Regions from separate parts of the Gossypium hirsutum genome. Here all the other regions are linked to region 3. The links are chromatin contacts, called in public Hi-C maps. All regions are on one chromosome and are shown on one strand. The core of a region is the stretch at or near the end of the contact, and the rest is flanking DNA. Distances in the headings are between cores, read along the strand shown.

What was found. Hi-C and Micro-C count contacts between places; a contact is called where the count stands out from the background.
Region 1: a contact with region 3 is called in a Hi-C map of leaf, with 1.7 times the contacts expected there. The contact joins the promoter of LOC107952707 here to the promoter of LOC121203502 in region 3. A contact is called at or near these places in 5 of 34 Hi-C or Micro-C datasets (callus and leaf).
Region 2: a contact with region 3 is called in a Hi-C map of hypocotyl, with 3 times the contacts expected there. The contact joins the promoter of LOC107920342 here to the promoter of LOC121203502 in region 3. A contact is called at or near these places in 4 of 34 Hi-C or Micro-C datasets (hypocotyl and leaf).
Region 4: a Hi-C map of hypocotyl shows a contact between it and region 3, with 3 times the contacts expected there. The contact joins the promoter of LOC107917531 here to the promoter of LOC121203502 in region 3. A contact is called at or near these places in 3 of 34 Hi-C or Micro-C datasets (hypocotyl and leaf).

What each region holds. Positions count from the first base shown.
Region 1 is chrD08:35,414,934-35,418,350 of Gossypium_hirsutum_v2.1, reverse strand. LOC107952707 (homeobox-leucine zipper protein ANTHOCYANINLESS 2) reads right to left here and starts at 1,733. Exons shown (of 9, transcript XM_016887869.2): 1 at 1,280-1,733; 2 at 1-93. The coding sequence starts at 92.
Region 2 is chrD08:34,099,205-34,102,643 of Gossypium_hirsutum_v2.1, reverse strand. LOC107920342 (molybdate-anion transporter) reads left to right here and starts at 1,548. Exons shown (of 8, transcript XM_016850007.2): 1 at 1,548-1,941; 2 at 2,864-3,008; 3 at 3,104-3,272. The coding sequence starts at 1,791.
Region 3 is chrD08:34,799,955-34,803,317 of Gossypium_hirsutum_v2.1, reverse strand. LOC121203502 (probable transcriptional regulator SLK2) reads right to left here and starts at 1,918. Exons shown (of 10, transcript XM_041100130.1): 1 at 1,822-1,918; 2 at 172-1,190. The coding sequence starts at 1,080.
Region 4 is chrD08:35,575,304-35,578,731 of Gossypium_hirsutum_v2.1, reverse strand. It overlaps LOC107917531 (protein ROOT PRIMORDIUM DEFECTIVE 1), which reads right to left and starts at 1,638. Exons shown (of 4, transcript XM_016846873.2): 1 at 1-1,638. The coding sequence starts at 1,416. The coding sequence ends at 49.

The DNA.
Region 1 (3,417 bases), core at 484-2,983, 620 kb before region 3:
GACCTAATCTCGTATCCGTCTTCCTTCATCCTCCCAACAAAACCCGGATCAAAGTTTTCCCCAATCAGCCCCATCTCACCATGACCATCCATTCTTTTCTGCACCAAAACCAAGTCCCCCTAATAAATGACCCATCTTAAAAATAATAACAAGCACACAGCAAAGCTCAGAAAAAAAAAGTAGGTAATAAATTAATTGAAGGACAATGCACTAGAGAGAGAGAGAGAGAAAGAGAGAGAGAGATGGGGGGGGAGGGGGAGGGAGATGAGACAGTACATATGAGAGAGAAAGTGAGGGAGAGCTTAGCATAGATATGGGAATATGTTGGGTGAGAAGAGGTGGCTCAACAATGGCATAACTTAGCATGCTGTTTTGTGGAACAAAATCAGCCACAACCACCCTTGCACCCGAACTACCACTGTCACTGCTGCTACTACTCTTGATCAAACCCCCAAAACTCATTAAATTAGGAAAAAAGAGACAGAAACCAATTATTTTTAATCTCACACTCCCTCTATTATTTCATGGCGTCTGTTTTTCTATGTTGATTGAAACGGTCACTATCACTTTCACAAGGTTGTGCTTCAGTTTTGTTTCGCTTTCTTATCCATTAATTTGACCTTACAAAACAATACCCAGATTGAGCTAAAGTCTAAAACCTTTTTGACAATTTCATCTCAACAAATACAGAATGACAAGGCTGTCTACCTTGTCAACGCCCATGCATGACACCTCTCTCTCTTGCTCTAAAAAACTAATATATCGTTCTCTCTCTCAAAAAAAGTCAGTTTAAGAGAGAGAAAACAGTGGAGGAACAGGACAAGAGAGACCACCTTTTAATCTTGTAATAATAATAATAAGAAACAACGAGTTCACACCTTCTCTTTTATGTCTTTACCTAAGTCCAGCGTCTCAGCCAGGGAAATCCCTGAAAAAACTCCATGGAAACACTGACAAATATGAAAACCCTAAATTTTCACAGCATCATGCTTGACCAATTGTTTGTCAGCATATTTGACAAAATTGAAAAGGACCCACAGAGAAAAGGAAAAAGCAAAACCAAAAACACAAAAAGGCAAAGCTTATCTCTTTCACATTCACACTATTCAAACACCATATGACGTAGCAATAACCAGAATCAAAGGCATGAAAAAACCCAGTTGACCTCTTTCTCTTTTTTTTCCCCTCTCTCTATCTTCCAGTGCAAGTAAAGAAAATAAACAGGCTGTAAGAAATAAATGCACAAAAACAAGAACCCAAACCCAGAAAAAGCTAGTACCTTTTTTATTTTTATTTTGACAGTGGGCAAAGGTCAGTGTTTTTGAACAGAGTGGAACAGATACAGGTTATCAGATCCTTCTCTCTCTCTCTATTTAACTGTTGGGATCTGTACAAAGAAGTAAAAAGGACAAAGTATATAATAAAATATATGAAAGCTTTTCTTTTTCTTTATTTTAGATTAAAAGAACCCCAAAAAAAATCACTACTAATTATAATGGTGGTTGGATCGTTGGAAGCTGTGAAGATACTGCAAGCTGACTTTACAAAGAAAAAGGGAGAGAAAATCAATAGTCAAACTCGTTAATCCTTTGTTTAATATCAAATGAAAAGGAAAAAAACTCTCGATCTTATAAACCCTAATGAAGACTGTAGCGATCTCTCATTCTCTCTGTCTTTTTTTCCCTTTAATTTTCAATTTTGATGGTATTTTCTTCCTCTTCTTTTTTCTCCCTTTGTCTTCCCCGTAAATATGATATTTAATTAATATAAAGAGGAAATCAAGAGCTTAATGCAGTGTGGGACCCACTACCTCCCAAAACCGGGTTTTGCCGTTTTGGGATATCCGCCTTTCACGCGCTACCCCCGCGCTTGTGTCTGTGCGCGACACTCGTAGTTTCTGGACGAGTTTAAATCCTGTGTGCTCGATACTCTCTACGCCCGCCTATACACTTTACGAATGGAACCTATCCCAAAATGACACGTAAAAGCTGAGATAAAATTCTGGGCATTCTGGGTACTGTTTAGGGTCAATACGGTACTTCTGCAAATATAGATGGGGACAGGGTCTAGATTCCTAAATCTAATTCGGCAGTGATAGTTGGCCTCTGTTGTAACCCTGATTTGGACGACAACTCATTTTTTATTTTTCTTTTTAAAATTTTAATTTTACAAATATATCTGACTTAAGATTTGGTTTTGATTTTAAGATTGTCTTAAGTTTTATTGTCACTTCAATTTCCCTAAGCTTAAGAAAATCAAAGCAATTATTGGAGGAAACGTTCACTAAACTCTTATTATATCATTTTCTAAGATAGATATGTTTGGTACATCTTTTCATTATAATATTTTTATCTTTTACAAGTAAATTTTACAGTTTATACTTAAAAGTTTATAATTATTTTTTAATAGTATCGTTTTAAAAATTCCAGCTAATATTATTTCCTTAAAAGTTTTATATTCTTCTTATTATAATGAGGGTTTAAATTTCGATTAAAACTAAATTAATTAATCAAATCAATTTAATTTAGTTAATCAATCGATTAATTTTAGTAAGAGTGTTTAAATTTTGATTAGAACTAAATTAATCAATCAAACCAATCTAATTTAGTTAATCAGTCGATTAATTGATCTAATTTGGACGAAGGTCGATTAATGATTTTTTTGAAAGTTCAGTTATCGGTTAATTCAATTCGAAATCGGGTAATTAATCGAATTAACCGAACTTAATAATTAATAATACAAATTACATGTAGTTTTAATTTGGATAATTCAGTTAAATGAATATTATAATTTATTTTTTGATATGTTTTATACTTGTTTTGACCAAAAAATATAAATTTCGATTAATTCGATTAATTGAAATATTTTGGTTCGGTTAATTTTTTTGAAAAAAATTCGGTTTAATTAACGATTAAAAGATTCAAAAATTCAGTTAATTCAGCTAATACTAGTTCAATTCGGTTAACCATTTAAATACCCCTACTTGTTGGTTTATTATATTTTTTAAGCTATTGAATTATTTAAATTATTTAATAAGTTAGGACTCATCATCATATGTATAAAACTTTTAATAAAAATAAAATAATTTCATAAAAATAACATTCTTTTGAATAATAAAAATCACATTTTTAAATACAATTAATGAATCACGATTATTTTTTAAACTTTAATTTCATTATAGGTTTTTATCATATCTGTTCTTTTTTATACAATGCATAAAACTACTTATAGCTCATCCTCAACCCTTAACTAGGAGAATAATTAATGCGCTTCAACAGACTCAAACCCACAACTTCCTGCACTAGCAACAATGTCAATACCAATTAAGATAAAACTCAAATAACTAAAACACAATTATTTTTTTATATTATATGTTTAAGTAAATGTTATTGAATAAAACATATACAAAGATACAAC
Region 2 (3,439 bases), core at 299-2,798, 700 kb after region 3:
GAAATACCAAAACCAATGGATACTGATCAAACAAATTATAATCCTCATGGAAAAAGAAAAATAGAGCCGGATCTTCAAAAAGATGATTATTTAAGATATTTTCATAAAAACTATTTACAAGTTGAAAATACAAGTAGGATTTTTGGTAATCAAACTGAAAATATTGCTACTAATGAAATAAAATTTTAGAATTTAGGAGAATCATCTACTCAACCAGTCCCACATAGAATAGATGATTTAAACAAAAGAAATGTTGCCCAAGGAGGAATATATTTAGATCTAACTAATATTCCTATAGCAAACTATGAAAAAACCATAGATGATTGGGCACAATCTATGACTATAGTTGTTAACAACAACATGTGGTCAAAAGAAAAAATTTTAAACTACTTTGTTGGAACATTTCAAGGAGATGTTTTACAATTCTTAAGAAGATGGGAAGAATCAGAAAAAGGAAGAGAACAGAAAGGGCAGTTAATCAACTAGATTGAAACTCCTAGAAATTTATTAAAAAAGTTAACTTTTATTCTAAAAATAGAATTTTGTGGATATACTGATAAAAAAGATCAAGAAACTACATATCTACTTATTGCATTTAAGAGATTTATCAATACCTAGAGATTGGATAATAGATAGGATAAGTAGTGCAAGTACTTCTAAACCCGTAAGTACAATAGAATATATGTCGTTCGGTGATAAATTATATTTTAAAAATACAGCTATAACAAATACAAATGATAATTTGGTTTTACCCTTAAATACTCAAATAGAGGAAGATGAGGAAAACCCAAGTAGAAGTTTTATATCTTCAACACCGATAAGAATGAAAACAGTTCAATTCCTATTTTTCCCACAGAACCAAGTAGAAACTCTGTATTTTCTAGAAACACTAGAATGAAAGAAATACAAACTTCGATAATAATCCAACAAATGAAACTTGGAATAAGTGATGTAATTATATTTTCAAATTTCCAGTCTAGGAAATATTACACATATATTGAAATTACACTTCAATTTAAAGAATTTAAAATATATTATTTACATGCTTTATTAGATACTAGAGCTACAACTAATAGTTGTAGAAAAAATGTCATTCTTTTAGAAAAATAGGAACCTATGAAACATCCAATAAAAGCTAGTAATGAAACCATAATTCAATATAAAGTTAGAAATGTATCAATCTACATAAATAATGTAAGATTTGTGAAACCTAAAATATTATGTTTTTCAAAAATGCATGGAGATATATTATTAGGTAATAATTTTATATATCAACATTTATTATTTTTTATTAATAAAAATTTAATTATGTTATCTATAAAAAAATACTAAAATAAATATCTTCACCCCACAATGTGATCCAAGGGCCCACAGAAGGGGCCCACTTCATTTGATCCTCGTTGAAGATCCAAGACGCGTTGTCCATAGATCTTAACCCACCGACATGTCCTCCTTGTTACTCTTCATATGAGACAACCCAATCCCGCCACGTGTCGGACCTAAAACCAAAAAGTCCACCTAAAAAGTGACCCAAATGTTAAAAGCTCGTCTTTCGCGGTTTTCATCTAATATTTACTCATCCTCACAAGTTCTCCCACCACGCACTCGTCATTGTACCTCACTCTTTTTAATGATTAAATCAAATGTACAACAACTAAGGACACTCCAAAAAGAAGCCACTGAAGCAGAGGCATGTGCAGGAAATAGAAACCCAATATCCATCATTTTTTCTTGCTGGGTATATCTCATATCTCTCTTAGTAATTTGCGTTGGAGGGCCAGGCAGCAGCAATGGAGCTGTTCTACTTCGTCGTGTTCGGGGCATTGGGAGCGGTGGTGGCCGCATTAGAGCTAAGCAAGACCAGCAAGGACCGAACCAACACGTCCCCTGCTTTCAATTCCTTCAAGAACAATTACCTTCTTGTCTACTCTCTCATGATGGGTAACTAACTACCCTCGTTTCGTTTTACCCAGATCTGATTTCCATTTCTATCTTTGGATCTCACTTTTTTTTTTTGTTTTACATTAACATGGATCTGATCTATTGTTGGACTTTTTTAATGAATTTAGATACCCATTTCCTAGATTTGCTAGTTTTTGTTATTTTTTCCCGTTTTGGTGGATAATGTTCTTGTCATTAATGACTACTTTGAACAATACTGTTTCTATTTGCTTTGGAAATGGAAAACGGGATTCATTCATTTGATTTAGCTTGTAAAAGACAAGGAATTAGTACTTGAAAATGACTTCCTATAAGTTGTATGTCGATTTTTAGTCCGTTTCTGTTTTCTGGTTGAGACGATGGATTTGGTTTTTTTTTCGGTGGGTCTGAGACAGGTCGCTATTGCTTGGGTTCTAGGCCCTCTTATTGATGATGGTCTTGAAAAAAAAATTGAGAATTAAGTCTATTTTCTTGGAGCTTGAGTAAAGTCTACTTCTGCCGAGTTTAGTCTGCCCCATTAAGATTTTTTTCCTTAGATAGTAAAACTAGCTGAAAGCTAAATAAAGTTGCATTAAACCCTTGAATTAGTTTCTTGGTAATAGAAGGAGTGATGGCGCTTTCTAGTTGTCTCCTTGGGATGCAACTGGTCAGTAATTTGACTTATTGTATCAAAATTTGCTGTTAAGCTAGCATTTGAAAATGCCGTGAAAAAAAAAAAAGGTTAGCACTTTAGCAAGTCTTTCTTTGATTAATATGCATAATAAACATGTAGCTTCATTAGTGTAATGCACGACATTTGTTCTGAGGTATGATCGTATCTGTAGTTATTTTTTCTGGTAATTGTGAAAGATTAACATTCTTATATTGTGGTAATTGGGCATATTCTAGCTTGCTGTTCTAATAAATGGTTATGTGTCAATAGCTGGAGACTGGCTTCAGGGTCCATATGTTTACTATCTGTACAGTACATATGGATTTGGAAAAGGGGAGATCGGACAGCTTTTTATTGCTGGTTTTGGCTCTTCCATGTTGTTTGGGACAATTGTTGGATCTCTAGCTGACAAACAGTAAGCTTTTACTTTGGCTTCTGTTGTGATATATTGTGCTTTATGGATGAAGTTTCTTGTCATGATACAAAAATACCTTCATTTTTTCAATTCAGGGGCAGGAGGAGGGCATGCGTTACATACTGCATAACTTACATACTTAGCTGCATCACCAAGCATTCTCCTGAATACAAAGTTTTGATGATAGGTCGTGTTTTGGGAGGTATTGCTACCTCTCTTCTGTTTTCAGCATTTGAGTCATGGCTTGTTGCTGAACATAATAAGGTGAGGCATTTCATCTATCCCCCTTTACTCTTAATGCTTATTAGGTGGACTTATAAACATTATAGATGTATTCTCTTATGACCTTCACCCTTATTTCTAGTATTATAGATGCTGTATGTTGCTCCCTGTCAGGTTGTTTCCCAACAGTGTTGAAATACTTAGTTTAC
Region 3 (3,363 bases), core at 669-3,168:
TCTACAATAAGTTAACAATTACATAACTTCGACTGCAACAAGACAATTGAGCCTGCATAAGGGGATAGCAGAATTTCACAAAAAGATGCAATAGGATTGAAACTGCTAAATGAAAACAATTAAAATACAAGACTCTGCCATGCAGTTAATAATTAAAAAACATAAACTCACAGATGGCCTTTGGCGTTGATGATATAGGTATTGCATTAGCCGGCGAGCACATACACCATCAGAGGGACGCTTTATTGAGGCTACTTGCTGCATGTCCTGTTGTTGCAACTGCTTCCTCAATTGCATTTGTTGCTGCAAGTGGGCTCTCTGCAATGGTGGCATTGACTGTAACATTTGTTGTTGCCTAAGTCTCTGCTGCTGGATCAAGGCTTGTAATTGAGGGTTTTGACCTGGCAACTGCATGGAATCCTGTCTTTGCAGAAGTTGTTGCAACACCTGCTGCTGCAGAATGTCTTCTTGCTTGACATCTACTCGAGTTTTTTTCTGCACCTGGGATACAATATTAGGGTCTTGCACAAAAGTCCCTGGGCCTCGTGGACCCAGAGTAAGTGAAACTTGCCCAGTTTGTGAAATGGGCAAAGATGAAGCACTTGAGGCCCCTTGCTGCAGCTGCTGACTCTGCTGCATTTGTTGGACACTGGGGTCTTGATGTGAGCCACGCTGGCCAATAGAGGATCCACCAATGACCGATGAACCTGACATGTTTATATTGTTGGAAGAAAACGACATGGGCGATGCTGGCAGGCGCATATATGAATCTGCATTTATGCTAGCACTTCTCTGCAAATGGGGACCTCTTGAAAATGCCAAATTTGCATCTTTGACAAAAGAACTTGCCCCAACACTAGGTCCTGAGTTCGCCACATTGTTCAAGACAGCACTGTTCATGTCCCCCGAAACAGGAGCCAGATTAGGATGCCCAGTTCCAGGAATTAAATTAGATGAGTTCTCATAAGGTGAGCACAAGCGAGTGTTAACTACAACCTGGGACTGTCCATCTCCTTGGAAGAAAATTCCAGAACTTGAGGAAGATTGAGTTAACCCTCCAGCTACTCGTGAAGGTGCCATTGAATGTACTGCCCCCTGGTGGCTGGAGTTTAAATAGCTGTCCAGAGCCAGGCCTTTCTGATAACAAATGCGCCCTCAACAATTTGGCAGAGATCTAAAAGCAATGTATACTAGAAAAACCAGATAATAATTAGAATCCGAATTGCACATGCTTCAAGAGAACAAAGTTACAACGTTTCAAACGTTATTCCACTAAGACAAAATCAATCAAGAATGAAAACACAAAAAAAAAAAAATCCACTAAGCTTTCCAAGCCTAATCTCCACAATTTTAAGGAAACGAACTTCCTGAACTCCCCCTTCCCAAAGCCACACACCCCCTGAATAAAAACCCTAATTTTTGGACCCAAGTCACTAAGCCAAGAATGTATAACTGAAAACCTAAAACCCTTCTACCTTAAAAGAACATATCAGCAATCACGAGACCTACATCACGAAACGAACTACTAATTAAATTCTAATTAAACTTGAGTATCAAATAGATTACACGCATTAAAAATTCAGTGTAATTGAATTCCAATTACAAAAATAAAGTTCGGAGCAACAGATTAACCATAATTAAAACTTCATAGCAACTTAAACAGCAGTAATCACTTCAAATTAAAAAAGAAAATGAAAAACCGGTAAATTTTCCTGCTTTTAGTGATCGATCAAAGAAAGTTGGAACTCATGATATGATTTACACTATTAACAAAAAATGAAGAATAAATTACTGCTTAAAGAAAAAGAGAGAAGCTACTACCTCAAAATCGCAATAGAAAAGGCAAACGTTACTTTTTACTGTTTTTGGTTTTTTTTTTTTTAAATGACTTGATTTGGGGAAAAAAAAGTTCAGTGAGAGTTTTCAAGAAGTCTGCTTATATACCTAGCGGGAACGGTAGAGAGGGAGTTACCGGCTGCACCGGTAATTTTGCCCTACGTCACCGAATGTGTTGTATCACAAGGAGGACACGTGTCCTTCCCTTGATAGCACAACGAAGTCGATGTTAGATAGCAAAGTGGCGACGCGAGCTCGCAGCTAACGTGGCTAGACCTCATTCGTTGACCCCCAAGGCGGCTTATGATATATCGTGAGATGATGTCATTTTGGGTTATGTTTTTATTCCACTTTAAATATGATTTTTTTGGGGGGGGTTCGCTCTTTGTTGCTTATTGGTCCTGTTTTTTCCCTTCGAATTGAACATATTTTTGGTGAAATAGTGGACAATCTAAAAGCTGACAACAATAAATGGTGTCGAAGAACATTGAAGGCTTTTGTCAAAAGATAGAGCTGGAAATGATTAGTGTTAACAACAAATTATGTCCGCCTAGACAATTTCGAGTTTTTTGAGCTTTGATTTTATTGAATTATGAGATTATTTAGATTTTCTATACTTGGAATTGGGCCATTTATTGTTCAAAATTGAACTTGATTTTTATTTTCTTTGGCCCAGTTTGTTAAGGCCTAATGGTTACTTGATCAATTTTAAATTTGAATCCCAATTCATTTTTCAAGCTCAGATTCATTTCGGGTCTAATTTAAAACCTATTATTGGAGTAGATCCGTTTTAAGCGTGTGAACACTTCGTAAAGAGGACCTAAATTTTTAACCAAGCAAATTAACAGTACAACAAGCAGTACAAGAATTAAAAAACAAGTTTTGGAATACAATTTCGAAACAAAAACAGATCAAACACTAATAACATAAGATTTACTTATTAAACAAAAGCAATATTAACGCTAACACAGATTAAGAGAACTGCAGCCACCAATTTTCTGTTAATAATTAAAAAATTAATAAATCAGGTTAACGATTTTATTAAAATATGAAACTTTGAGCTTTAAGAAAAACACAAAAATTTTTTTTTTTTTGCTAGGTGTGAACGGTGACTTTTTCAAAAAGAAATTTCAAAACCTCTTTAAAACTGATAATTTTAAAGTCTACGTTAAAATCTAAAAAAAAAAATGGAGAGTTGGTTCCGCGTAGAGCAAGTTATAGCATCCCTACCATATCCAAAATTGGTACATTTATAATTACACAGTTGTCAAAAAAAAATTCAAAATTCAAATGTTGGAAATCTCATGTTTAATTGTGATCCCTTGAAATAAATCACTTATATTTTTTGAGTGAATTAAGTTTTTAAAGTACAATAATTTTCTGTATCTCCTGATGTCTCGGAAAATACTAAAAAATTGTTTTTTTATAGAAAGCAAAACACATGAATTCACTCAATTTAGGAAACGATATTTTATTATTAGTAAGTATCAATAAATCCTTCTCTACACGATGAAAGAAACATTGATG
Region 4 (3,428 bases), core at 389-2,888, 780 kb before region 3:
AAAATTAACAATGACAAGAACTAACAGAATTTAGGCCTTGTCATTCACTTAAACAGTATCCTCCTTTTCATCCAAATCTTCAGCCTCATCTATGTCATCAGAAACAAAATCAGAATCTAAACTATATCCTTCCCTTCTTCCATCGTGCTCTATTTCATATTCAACCCCAAAATCTTTCACGTCATTTTCCATATAGTCTGGTCTAACACACACGATGTCATCAACTTCCGTATCCCTCCTATAGCTAACCAGTTCCTTATCCACCTTTGCCTTCCTAGAGCTTAGCAAAACTAACTCGCCCAACTTCCTTCTCGCCAAATACAAATCATTTGGCTCAATTAACTCCCCCTTCCTATAAGCTTCCCTAAGAAACACTGTATGAAGCTTCCCATAATTCCCCCTAGTTGAAACATAAAATATTCCCTGATGCTGAAGCAGAAAATCCTTCAACTTTTTAGGCAAATTCATCGCCATCCTAAAATGCGCAATCCTCTCCAAAGAAATCTTCTTCTCCACAGTCAATGACAACAACTCATGAATAGTTGCCACTGCCCTCTTTTCCATCCTCTTCAGAGCTTCCAATGACCTCAAGTCATAACCAGATACGTTCTCATAAGGCGACCAATACGGAACCCGTTGCCACTTCCAAACTGCAATCCTGTAATACTTACCAATCTTAAATCCAGGTGGAAAGTTAACAAGAAATGAGAACCTAACATCCTCAGCGTCAAGTCCTTTTTCTCTGTACTCTCTCTCTCTAACTTTCTCTATGGCACAAATAGCTAACTCGGGATCTCTTTCAACAATCTCAATGTACTTATTCCTTGCATCTCGAGCATCAAACAATCTAAAAAATTCAGGGTATTTGAGAATTACCGAGTACTCAAAATCATCAGGCAACCCAAATTCTTTCCTGGCAATCCGAACGTGTTCCAGTCTCAAACGGCCCGTGTTCGACATCATAACCAACTTCCTTAACCGGGTGACGGCATCAGGTAACTGGGCATGGAGTGCTTGTTTTTCTTGCTCAATTTGGAGATGGGCCTTCTGGGTTAGCCTGCAAAAGAGGATTCTGAGAACAGGGTGCTCGTAGATTTCGAAAACGTGGGGGAATTTAAGGAGATAAGCAGCGGCTTCGTTTTCTTTGAAGCCGAGACCAAGGCGACGAGCGAGAGAGTCGAAACGAGAGATGGGCAAGGTTTGACTTGGCTGGGAAAGAATGAGAGATTGGAATTTGAGGACTTTCCGGGTCTTTTTCTCCGCTTCCATGTAGTTGTCGAAACCGTGGTCGCGTACTCTGTCCTGTTTTTTAGGGATAGAGGTGGACTGGGACATGTGCATTATGGAGGTGAAAGGGAGAGGCGACGAGCTTCTGGGTTTGAGGAGGTTGCGAGTGTAAGAGAAGAACACCAGCATTGTATGAGATTGATTGATTCCGGGTTTAGGGTTTTTGAGCTGCGGCAAGTGGCACAGATTTTGAAACTAACGAAAAAGAAGGCGTCTGTTACTTGGCGGACTCTTTTCAGGAGTCTCTTAACCAGAAGCCGAATGTGATATGGACTCGACTGGATCCAAAATAGGGGTGCCTTCATTGTGGGTTTAAAGCAAATCTAATAATCCAGGCCTAACCTGAGCTACACTCATTTTCTTTTTTTCTTTTTTTTTTCTGAATTAGCTACACTCATATTCTTTGTTTTGTTAAAACTAGGTGTTTTAGTCGTACCATGTGGCAACTAGTTGTATATATCAATAAAAATATATTAAATTAATTTATAATTTATAATATTTAATAATTAAAAATATAAATTAATTTATATTTTAAATGTTATAAAAATAATATAAGTAATGAATTTAAATATCATTATTAAAAATAATAATATATGACACTAATATAATTTAATGCAAGAATTGTGTTCAAAAGATAGAGAAATTTTATTTTATTAATAATAGAATAGAGATAATGTTACATTACCAAATAATCTATTTATATTTTGGTGTATAACTCATACATCTCTTTGTTAATAGTTAAAATTTTCTTAACTTAAATCGGTGTATTCATCCCTGAGATTCTGATAAGGATGCGTGCGGAACATGATCGTAAATTTATCTAAGTCATAGATTTTGTTTAAGAATCTAAAGGAATGAAGAAAACTGGAGGTTGACACAACCTGAAAATGCAAACAATCCAAGTTAGATCTAATAATTAAAAGGGCAACAACTAAAACAAGTAATTAAGAAAGAAAAAGAGCGAGAAATTCGAATCAGATAAGGGTTCTTGAGAAACAGTCCAATTCGGCTATGTAAAGACTTATTCTTAATGAGTTCTAGCCGAATTAGGGTTGTCAAGATAAGAAAACAATGAATTATAAACAAATATGAACAATAAAGCAAAGAACCGAATGAAAAAACATAAGATAGTAACCCAAGATGATTCAGCTAGCAGAGTATGATGAAGATCCAAGCAAATAAGAGTGCTTTGGACTGATCTTGGTGAAAAAGAGGTTGCGAATTCAGATATGAAAAAAAAAACAGATTAGTTTTGATTAAATTGAATAAAAAGAAAATCAAAGAACAAAATAAGAAAAGGCAGCCAAGAAGTCTAAGAATGAATATAATAGGGTTTATTAGGGGAGAAGAAACCATTCTTGAACCAAAAGAAGGCCTCCAACTAGATCTGAAACACAATCAACAAAGCAGTTTATTAGAATGAAGAATTAAGCCAAACAAAAATTGTTTTGCAACAAAAAAATTTCAAATTAACAAGAAAAGAAAAAAACTCCTATTTTTTAGTGTTTCTTGATGTATAATGATGGGAGAACATCTTCTCTTTGTTGATTAAGACCTATAAATAAATCAAACAAAGATTAGATTAGAAAAAAAACAAGAATCGAATGGAAAACTAAAGAAAAGCAAGAAGAAAGATAGAAGAAGATAAAGATGGCATGTAGAAGTTCTAAGGACCCTTGGAAACAATATGAATCCATAACCTCTTTTCAAACAACTCTAATTTCTCCTCCAAGAAAGATACACTGGCAAGAAAAGCTTAAAGATGATTCTCAAAATCTAAAAAGATTGTTAAAACTCTTCTAAAAGAAAACTCAAGAGAAATTCTTGAAGAGAGAAACTTAAAGAGAACTTTATTAACTCAAAAGAGAATGAATGAATTAATGAGTTACAAGGGGGACACACTATATATAGCCACCCAAATCCTAATTATTATCCTAAATGTAACACCTCTTCCTGACCTGATTGTCATGTTCGAGTTACGGGATGCTACAACTTGTTGGATCTGGTGCCTAAGTGTAGTATTTTTGTCTAAGTACAATTGTAATTTTTTTGAACAGATTGGTTAATAAAATTATTCATAAAATACATTAATACTTTGTATATTATCCTCACATGATTTTTGCATGCAAAGCACAATGGAA